Linked DNA regions of Mus musculus: region 2 is linked to region 1. A link is a contact called in public promoter capture Hi-C data. All regions are on one chromosome and are shown on one strand. The core of a region is the stretch at or near the end of the contact, and the rest is flanking DNA. Distances in the headings are between cores, read along the strand shown.

Region 1 (5,251 bases), core at 614-3,113:
AGTAACACAATGAAACAAAAGAACAATTTGAATAAAAGCACGCTGATTGAAAATTCATATATGGGAGCAGAACCTGCCAGCCGTTATAAGTTCTGAATAAAGAACACAATTTGAGAAACCTGTTCTTTGGATTGAGGTGCCGGAGGCTTGGCGCTTGCCCTCAGCTGTTGCTAGTGTGGCCAAGTAGTTCCTGGAACGACTGGAGACTCCATCTTTTCTCCCAGCCTCCAGGTAGGAGCTACACACATCTGTGACCATCGCCACACTGATTGTCTGCATCCGTCCCCATCAAACAAACCAAAGGTCCTACATTCACACGGAGAAAACTTACAAAGCAGCCCTTCCGGTTCAGAGAACAAGTTCACCCTGCCCCTAAGGTGCCTGCAGCAATAGTTCCCTGCTGTAATGAACGCCTTCTCCCCGAAAAAGTCTCCGTGGACCATTGTTAGTCCCCTTCGCTGGAATTTGGGGTCTGCCAGTGAGATAATGGGACCAGTGTATTCCTGGCTTGTCATTGGCTGAAGCTTAAGATGTAGAAGCTTCAGGTGGTCACCTGAAGGGTCTGAATAACAAGGGGAGGCAGGGGGATGAAGTCCAAGGAGCAGTGATCAGAAGAGAAGGAAGAGTACCCTAACTAGATGCTGTTGCCCTGCTCAGCCTTATTGGGTTCTCCTTGATGTCTCAACACCTGCCTAGTGACCCCTTCATTTTGGTGAATCGTATGCAAATGCTTTTCTGTCTTTTGGTTCAGAAGTGTATTCTATCACTCAGCAGCCATATTTCTTCTATGCTGTGTCTGAGTTCTTTTGCATGACCTGTGAGAGCTCTCGTGACCTCTCGGTTTCCCTCACTTCTGGGTCTTTCCTTCTCCCCAACTGGCCTTTTACCCTTCTCTCTACACCGTAAGCACTAGCTGTATACAAATTTCACTTCGTGGGGTTTACCAGCCACTCTTCAGGCTATCCTGAGTGCTCCAGAAAACGTTTTATTATCTTTCCTCCCCAGCTTCGTTTTAACCTTCAGACACAAGTCCAAGTCCCTTAGGTCTCTCAGACTTGGATCGTTTTCTTGGCATCATCCCATCGATTATTCTGCATCCTGTTACTGCTTTGCTGACTCTGCGTCAAAAAAAAAAAAAAAAAAAAAAAAAATGGCCTCTTCCTTTGGAAGAGACTAAGCTCTTTGACGGATGGATGGTATTTGTCTCCCTGTGGCTTTGTACTGAACCTAGGCTATAGTAAGCACTACATATATGCCCAAAGAACTGACGAGACGTGTCTGTTAAGTGAAAACAAGTAAGGCTCAAGTTTGCTCTAAAACGTTTCCTGGGAAGGGCTGTGTCTAATTGACCTCGTTTCTCCTTCAGCTGGAGTTTGTAAATCCCCCACCACCACCACCACCACCACCGTTTTATGAGAGCTGTTGTTTCAGGTTTCAAAATGAGACTCCCCTTTTCAACGTGACTCTTACTTAAGTCAAAGCTGAATGCACACAATCGGTCTAAAGATTATCTCTATTTTGTGGACATGGGTGGTCCAGACACCCACAAGGAGATAAATAAATGTTTGAGGTGGGTCCTTCAATGATTTTTTTTCAATGGATGCCAATTTGGCAAGCTTGCCTGGGCCCTACCAGTGTGAGGAACCATGATTTTGGTATGATGTTGGGGAATTTGTGGCTCCCATCTGCTGGTTATCTCGCAAAATGTAGAGCTGAGAAAAATCACATACTGATTAAATCATAGAATCCCACACTTGGAAGGGACTTCATGAGATGATCGGGCCCGCCTCCTGAAGGTCAATGCATAAATCATCTTGTGCAGATGGCTGTTTATCCTATTTTTAAAGCTCTTTAAGGATGGAAATTACACAGCTTCTCTTGGTAGTCTGATCTTCATGGTCAAGAACTTCCCTTTTAAAAAGCCCCAGCTTCTCCCTGCAGTTTGGCTCACTTCCTCTTTTTGTCAGCTCGCTGCGAATGTGCACATGATCAGCGTCCCCTGCTAATTATCCCTGGCCCACTTCTCACACCCTTGCAACTAATTATTAAGAGCTATGCTGTTTCCCCTCCTAAGCGACACAGTCACAATGCCTTTAATTTTCAGGAGACTTATTTCCCCCATCCTATTATTTTTTTGTAATTTATTTATTTATTTATTTATTTTTGCCGTACCACCATCCTGTGGAAAACTGATAATTGCGCTTGTGCTCATGTCCAGATCAGTTGTCAATGGACAGCGAAGCCCCCTCACCTTGCTGTTTAGACTGCAACCTTTCCTTTTTGTTTCTCAAGTAGATTTTGTTCTGCAATAAATCTCAAGCTGTTTACTGTCAACCTGCTACATGGGGGAATCCCTCTTATTTATGTTGGTTCCTTTCTCAGAAATGCGTGTCCTGACCTCCAGGAAGTGAATATACTCAAACGGATTTGGCAATTGTGGTGAGGAAACTTGAGTTGAGGAGACAATACTGAATTATCCAGGTGAGCCCAGCATAGACACAAGAATGAAGATAATATAGAGGCAGGAGGATCTGGGTCAGAGACAAAGGGTGGGAGCAGATGTTGGGGTGATAGGTTTAAAGACGGACCGGGGCCACAAACCAAGGACTGGCGCCTCTTCACAGCTGGACAAATCGTGGCCAAATCGTCTACTGTTGAGTAGAGGGGGGAGGGAAGGGAGAGACAGAGGGGGCGGGGTTGGCTGGCTTATTCTTACAGTTTTTTCTCTTTCAGTACACATGGACGGACCCACCCAAGGTTCTGGCCGCATATATGGCAGAAGATGGCCTTGTTGGACATCAGTAAGATGAGAGGCCCTTGGGCTGAGGGGGTTCGATGCCCCAGTGTAGGGGAGTGCTAGGGTGGGAAGGTGGGAGTGGGTGGGTGGATGGGAAAGCACCCTTATAGAGGCAGGAGGAGGGTGGATAGGGTAGAGGGAAGACCTGGAAAGGGAATAACATTTGAAATGTAAATAAAGAAAATATCCAATAAAAGAAAAAAATAATAAAAGTGGTCAACAAATCAAAAAAAAAAAAAAAGGAAAACCTAAAATAAAAAAATAAAAAAGAAATTAGGGTTCAATGGCATACTAGGCAAATGCTCTCTCCCTGAGTTCCATCATTAGGTATCTTCTTACCTTTTGAGATAGGGTCTTAAAGTTGCCCAGGCTGGCCTCAAATTCATTCCTAACTGATGCTGCTCTTGAGTTTATAATCCTCTTTCCTCAGCCTCCCTTTTTATAGCTGGGATTATAGGCTTGCACTTCTAGGTCTGGCTTGATACTGGCTTCTGATTTGGAGGATTATAAGGGGATAAATTTGAAAGGACAAAGGTGTTGGAAATCTGTTAGCAACACAGAAAGAAACAGTGTCCGTTTATGAAGAAACGATCTCTGCTTGTCTTGAGGTTTTATTTTATGAACCTTTAGGGAGCCTGGGAAGGTTTATTATTTCCATCTTCCCAGCATACAAAGTCATATCAACAATAACAGATGTGTACCAGAAGATCAATAATGTCACTATTGCTTCTGGATTATTTAAAGTAATTCTTCTAGTGAGATTCACTTAGGAAGAGTTCTCTGTGAGGCCTTGCTCCATGAGCTTGGAATAGTTCCTCTGTGCCTCACAGAGGTATGAGAAAGGGATTAGCATGGTCACTTTTCTGGGGCTTCCAGACTTGAGGCAGCCTAACCAGGTGCTCACTAAGCTGATATTTGAGCCACCAGCCACGTGCCATGCTGGCCTGCTGTGTCACTGGGTTCTGTGTCTCTAGACAGAGTGCAAAATTGTGAAGCATCTGAAAGCATCAAACACTGTCAAGGGAGATGTGTTACTACACATGTGACTCTTGGGGTGGGGGGAATAATCCGGTTTTCTAGAAATTCTTTGCATTTGTTCCAGATGTCAGATGAAAACATTTCAAACATCAAAAAAATAAAATTACAATTGTTAAAAAAGTGAGAGGGACCACTCAAAAATATCTGGTGAGCAGGGAGGAGCAGGCATTTTCTGTCTTGGCAGGAACCTGTGATTTCCCTGGGGGAAGTCACTCCGAAGGAGAATGGCTTCTAAATTAGGTTTCAACAGAGCGGGGGTTTGAACTCTGATTCTGCCTGGTGGAAGGAAGTTCCTGTCATTGTGTTGCTCTTCAGCAAGGACTTGATTTCCTGTGCAGTTTGGTGTGGGAGGCAGGGAGAGACATGGCTTCCCTTGTGTGCTGTGCTCACCTTTCCATGCTGTCTCTTGGAAAGGGAAGAGGACTTTTATTTTTAATGCTACCTTTCTCCACTCGTGCTTTCCACAAGGTCTGCTGAAGCGAGGGGGCTCATCAGTTTGTTGCCTTCCTCTCACCTTAAACCAATGATCACAAACTCAGTCAACCGACAACTAACAAACACCCACTGGCTCTGCTAATTAGCTAATTTCCCTCTTAATACCCAATAAATTCATTTATTGTTCCATTGCTATTCAAATATAGCTTTAAGATCCATACATCACCCTATCAGACTACAGTCCTACATCCCTCTCACACACAAGCTTTATGGCATTCTCCCTTCTATTCTTCATGGCCAGTCATTAAAGACCGCCATGGTGTCCAATCGTTCTTCATTCTTACTTCTTTCTCTCTTCTTAGTCCATTATCATAATCCTGCTTGATGATTCCTTTGTGACACAATAGAACCTTACACACACACACATACACAGACACACACACCTTATGTTCCTGTAGGATGGAATTCACAGTTCAACTAGGTATCATTTCTTTCCTGTGTCCAAACCAAGTCCACAGCCATGAACACTGCTCCGTGTTAAGTACCTACTCTTCACAGCCTTACACTGTTTAGATACTGAGCCAGAAACCCAAGATACTGCTGCCTCGTGGTACCCACAGCATCACCTTAGTACAGTCCCTACTGCTTCTGGTCTCACTGCTTTCACTCTCTTAGTTCAAGCTGTTATTTTTCAACTGAGTTATTGAACTGCCTCTCAAACTACTGCTTGCCTTCAGTTTCAATATTAATTTCTTTCCAGGAAAGAGATAAAGAAAGAGAGAGAGAGAGAGAGAGAGAGAGAGAGAGAGAGAGAGAGAGAGAGAGAGAGAGAGGTTTTCTTAGGTAAAAAAAATGCAAATGGCTTTGGCCTAAGCCCAAAGGCATCTGAGAAGGCAAAAATTGGTAAGAAAAGTTGAAATGGGCTGCAGAGATGAGCTAAAATGTTGAGTTATTGACAGATCTTGTGTGTTGTGGCACAGT
Region 2 (5,221 bases), core at 251-2,750, 110 kb after region 1:
GCTGGTTCAGGCTGGACCACTAACCCTTGTTCAGAGTCCGTTCACTTTAACCACAGACGTTCCCTGGTTCTGATCAACTCGGAGCATTTGTTCTTCCCAGATCCTATAGTACAGTCTCTGTCACTGTTACATTACATCTCTGCTTTAGAAGCATACATTGCTGTTCATAAGAAGGTTTGGAATAATAGGGGCATAGTTTATTACCAATGGATAATATTAAAATTAAAACTAGTTTCAAAATCAGTGCATAACATCTTCTAGGTCTCAGTCAAGTGACATTGTTGCCAGCCTAAGCCTTTCTGTAAAAATAAAAAACAAACAAACAAACAAACAAACACCCCAACCAATTTACCTTGATAATGTTTGCGTAACTGTAACAAGCCTCTTAATTGAATGACTAATTGCTACTATATATAGAACAAGAGTTTTACTTTTCCTATATGGCTATTCCTGAGATTTCTATTCTGAACATCTTCCTTAAATTTTTTGGAAGCACTATTTAGTGATTTCAAAGCCTCCATAGGTTCTTTTTTTAACGTTTCTATTCTTACTCATTATTTTTTTTCTTGCTACCAGGCAAATCTAGTAATAGAAAACAATGCTAGTTAAAAATACAGTCTTGAGAGGCCTATCAAAGCTTGTCTTCTGCGTGTATTTTGGGGGGGTGGTGGGAGGGGTACAGAATAGCTCTCAGGTTTTTCTGTTGCTGAAATAACACTGTAAAGCTCTTCCTACCCTTACATCGCCAGTATTTCTGGTCTTACACACAACATAACTGTGAACTTATACGTCTTCTTAGAAATAACAGGCTTACTTTGGAAAATAGGCACTTAGGAAATGTTCACCCATTTGAGTTCACACGTTGGTACATTTTCCAGGCTACGCTAGGCAGATGGAGTGAATCAGAAAATTTCTTACCTCTTGAGGGACGTAAGACAATGCATATCACCACTAAAGCAAGCGCAGCCAGGGTGGTAACTCCAAAGACAGTTTTCAGCCATGTCTACATAGAAGAAAATTCGGTTTGGGCTTAGTTCCTCCTGAGAAATGGCAAGATTTTGTCTAACCCTAGATCCTACTTCTCCTTCCCCACAGAGCTTTTGATTGTGTTCCACTGGTCTGGCGGTGATTGCTGGAGCCTTTCCAGTTCTGCTAAGACAAATGTTTCTACAGTATATTTAGAGCCATTTTCTAATCCTAACACACACCGGGAAGTGATACTCAACACACAAATCCCCACCTTCTCTAAAGAATAGAAAACTCTGACCATACTCAGCCCAGGCAGCCTCTACTCTGCGGTCGTCCCCGAGACGGCACGCACTAACCTTCATTTTTCCAGATGTTTTTGCAAGTTAGCTGATTCTCACTGCACAGCGTGGGTCACCGCATCTGTGAAAACTGTTGAAAAGAAGCAAGTCTGTCTTCCACTTGGAAGCTGAAGTCAGGACATGAGTTGCTTCCCGCTCCCCTCCTCCCTTTCCCACGGACTTTTGACTACCGTGCCAAATTTCGAAAGATTTCTGTAAAATTAGAAACAGATTTTGGGGGCGTTCTTGGCCTTTAAGTGAACTATGAGTGGCTGGAGGGAGGCTCTAGAGCTCTCTCATCCTTGTAAATTTACACCAACATCTGCTTAAGTTGTCATACAGAGGCCGTTTTATTTCACCTTTTTGTTGTTGTTCAGGTTTATATTTCATATTCTCCTCAAAAATCACTCGAGTCACTTTAGTAACAATCTTTTCTACACTCCTCTTGTTTGCAGCTGAGAGGAAGGATTTCAAATGGAGAAACTTTTTGAGGGTGCATTGTACATATCAAATGTTTGGGGAAGGGAAGAACAGTGGAGCCAAATCCGGCTTTGTGAGAGGTACACGGTGTGACTGCACACTCTTCTCCCGGGAGCCTATGAGGTGCTGCAGGCACAAATGTTTTTCTTTCAGCACAATTTCTTTGTCCGTATAGCACCATATGCACTTTCAGTAAATACAGAAGTTTAAAAATTCAACTGTCTAAACCCACGGCTGCTTTCCTTTAAAGAAATGAAGCGCCATCTGTTGAAATGTAGTATGGGTTAGGTGTGTTTGCACAGGCTAGAAAGATGGAAAGATCAGCGGGAATAATTTGCCAGCAGACCTTTGGAAGAATGGAAATGGCTTTACAAGAGTGATATTTTTGCTTTGCTCTCAGAATATCTTCTGAGAAAGGAGAACATTTAGTAATTATAAAGACCTTAAAATAAATTTTAAAAAGGCAAGTGAAAAGAGAAGTCATGTGTACTTCATTTTGGCTAAGTCCACATATTTCAAAGTGATCGGTCATCTTGGCAGATCAGTAAAATGACTGAATTCACAACACACACACACACACACACACACACACAGACACAATTTTTTTTTAAACCTTCTCTGTGGTCCAGAGCAATTTCCTAGGGCAGATTCCTGGTTTCCACATGGATACTGTTGCTAGAATATGGTGTCTCCAGTTTTTCCATTGCTGGCTTTCTCAAGAAGTTTGTAATATCTTTTGCCTGACTATGCTAAGTTTCATGCTGATCTTTCACAAACTGTGCATGAAAAATAACGAGAAAACATCACTGTTCTGTGTTGCTGTTTGCTTTAGTTGACTGGTCTGGCTGCCACAGGAAACTTTCTCCACCACAAACCAGCACAGTGGCTTGTGAACTTCCTCCCTGCCATTCTCCAGACAGCTGTCCCTGAATTCTAGCCTTAGGAAAGTTCTGGTGAGCAGAGTGAGTCACTAGTATGCATTGGCAGAGAAGAGTATTCAAAGCCCACTGCAGCTCCCGGATGAATCCCACTCCCCATGCGGTTAATGAGCTATCGATTTACAAATTGAAGCAGTACCAGGCATCATCACAGGTGTACAGTGCACTTACTGACATCTCCATGTGCCTTGATTGTGAGGCGTCAATCCGAGAGAAAGCCATCAGCCGGGTCCCATGTGAACTGCCCTCTAGAGGGTCTTCTCAAATTTGTTGCTTTCTTTGGAACATCCACATAGTACTTTCTCAGAACTTCTGTCCCAGCTCGCCAACGCCCACCCCCCCACCCCCCACCCCCAAAAAAATCAGCAAGTCCTTTGTAGTGAGTGATTCCCAAGACCTCCTTTACTAGACAGAAACTAAATGCAATAAGTGATTAAGGTATAATTAAAATGCATACTGCTAGCTTTAGCAATTAATCATTGTCACATGACTGGTAATGGGTACCACTTAGGACTCCAAAGACTCGTCTGACAGGTTTTATGGAGAAATTGGGACATCTTAAGAAGCAACATTAAGTTGAAAGTACTAGTATACGGGGACATTTTAAGGTTGAATAAACATTTTATTTATGTTTGTATTTTCTTTAGAAAGCTGGTTGAATCTAACTAGAACATCTGGGATAGTTCTAGCTGTTTGAACTGTTTTAAGGAGGATGTGACTGGGTAAATAAGTAAAGATGGTCTCTTGCATATAATTTCATAAGTTAGGAATATATTTCTTGTAACAGAGTTACAGACGGGCTTCTGATCTAGCTTATATCCAAGAGAGGTGTTCAAAAGGTGTGGACATTTAACCATTCAATAGCTTTACCTTTTTTCTCTCTCTTTTGGGGGTCAAAATAAAAATACTTTTAACAAGGTTTTTGTTTTTGCTTTTCCACTAAGAAAAGATGTGTGTGTTTGTGTGTGTGTGTGTGCGTGTGTGTGTGTGTGTGTGTGTGTGTGTACAAAATTAACCATGAGAGGGTCTGTTTACTCAGTGAGCATGCTCTCCTATAAGCATGCAAGATTCATCCATTTTTTTTTCCGATCTTGGAGCTCCTGCTGAGTATTTCAGCCTGGAGGTGTGCTAATCAGGTGAGCACCCTGATTAGTTGGAAATTTCTGTATGGACCTGTGAAAGGGGACAGAAAAGACATGTGATGCACTTGTATAATCCTAAAACAAAATCGCATCATTTGTCAGCATGAGAACTTTTCTCATGAAGCAAATCTGGGTATATTGAAATTATACAGAAACAGACAGAATGACATTGATCCATTAAAAGTTAAAGGCATAGCAGTATAATATAGGCTATGACCCACCTCTTTCCAAATAGGGGACACGTAAGGCTTAGTTTGGAATATGATGACATGAGAACATTGAGTAAGTGAGCAATTCTACATCTCAAGGCTATGAACAGATCTTGCTAAAGGTATTTACTAATGAACAGTAGTTGTTTTTCAAAAATGACTCTGTAGTAGTTTGGAGCTGGAATGGCCTCTAGAGACTCATATTGAAGGGTTGGCCCATAGCTGCTGGAATTGAGGGGAGGTATGGAACACTCTAGAAACTTAAGCTGAAGTGAAGAAGCTAGACCACTGGGAATGTATCCTTGGAGGAGACATACAGGAACCCTGGCCCATTCCTGTCTCCGTTTGCTTCCCAGGCACCATCAGGTGAGCAAGTTTGCCGTACCACCCTTTCGCCATAATGTTTTGCCAACTACAGACTGAGAAACAATGGAGTCAGCATATCACAGGCTGAAACTGTGATTCAAAATAGACCTTTTTTCCTTAAAACTACTCATGTCCATTGATGGAAATAACGAAAAGTGATCAACACAGAAGTTCTCCCTAAAAACACATTTAGTTATGATTCTTGAGAGCATAAAAAAAGAAGTATATTCTAAGAACATAAGTAAAGATAATACATTTTTTACCTAGGGGTGAGAATAAAAGGTTAATTTATTAAACAAAACAGCAATGTCCTTTAATGAATTAGTTATAAGAAGCATAAGGCTACAGTGGAGGCTATACTAGAAACCTGGATTGTATACTCTTTCAATTACAAATGTATTCCTAAAAAGTCCAAAAGCTATAGGGCTATTGCTTGGGAAGCATGCTTATCCAGGACATCAAAGTCTCTCTGCTTGATCCTCAATAGAGAATGAACCTAAGAGCCTAAGAGCTCCTAAAAGCTTGATGTTCAGATCTTCAGTTATAATGATCACTTCTTCCCTATTCTAAACACAGTACTTTAATATATAATTTCATTTTACCTGTGTCCAAACTCATTTACTAATTAGAAAACAGAATCCAGATTAAAAATTAGATAGGTTGCCCAGGATTCAAACAGTGCATAGATGGAAATAAATACATTAATTCAATCTGCTAATTACTTAAGTTGCTTCTAAAGTAATATTGATTAATTGCATTATTGAATGCACTACTGCTTT

The links. Promoter capture Hi-C pulls out the DNA fragments that hold promoters and counts their contacts.
Region 2: a promoter capture Hi-C map of the HPC-7 cell line shows a contact between it and region 1, with 3 times the contacts expected there. The contact joins the promoter of Fap here to the enhancer-like site in region 1. A contact is called at or near these places in 5 of 39 promoter capture datasets (the HPC-7 cell line, cranial neural crest, hematopoietic stem and progenitor cells and 1 more), 3 of 484 Hi-C or Micro-C datasets (the HPC-7 cell line, cerebral cortex and nephron progenitors), 1 of 115 datasets of contacts at active chromatin or transcription factors (CD8 T cells) and 1 of 9 other capture datasets (adipose tissue).

What each region holds. Positions count from the first base shown.
Region 1 is chr2:62,458,623-62,463,873 of GRCm38.p6, forward strand. It overlaps Gm13561 (a long non-coding RNA gene), which reads left to right. Exons shown (of 4, transcript XR_001783319.2): 2 at 2,383-2,481; 3 at 2,734-2,801. Among named protein-coding and RNA genes, the nearest start is that of Gm13561, 6.1 kb to the left of the region's middle. Within about 2 kb of position 1,864, at least 80 of the 459 cell types and tissues checked have an H3K27ac peak or open chromatin away from gene starts, as enhancers often do. A contact at or near this core is called in CD8 T cells, the HPC-7 cell line and adipose tissue, where this site is marked.
Region 2 is chr2:62,572,521-62,577,741 of GRCm38.p6, forward strand. Fap (fibroblast activation protein) reads right to left here and starts at 1,501. Exons shown (of 26, transcript NM_007986.3): 1 at 1,326-1,501; 2 at 919-1,003. The coding sequence starts at 1,331.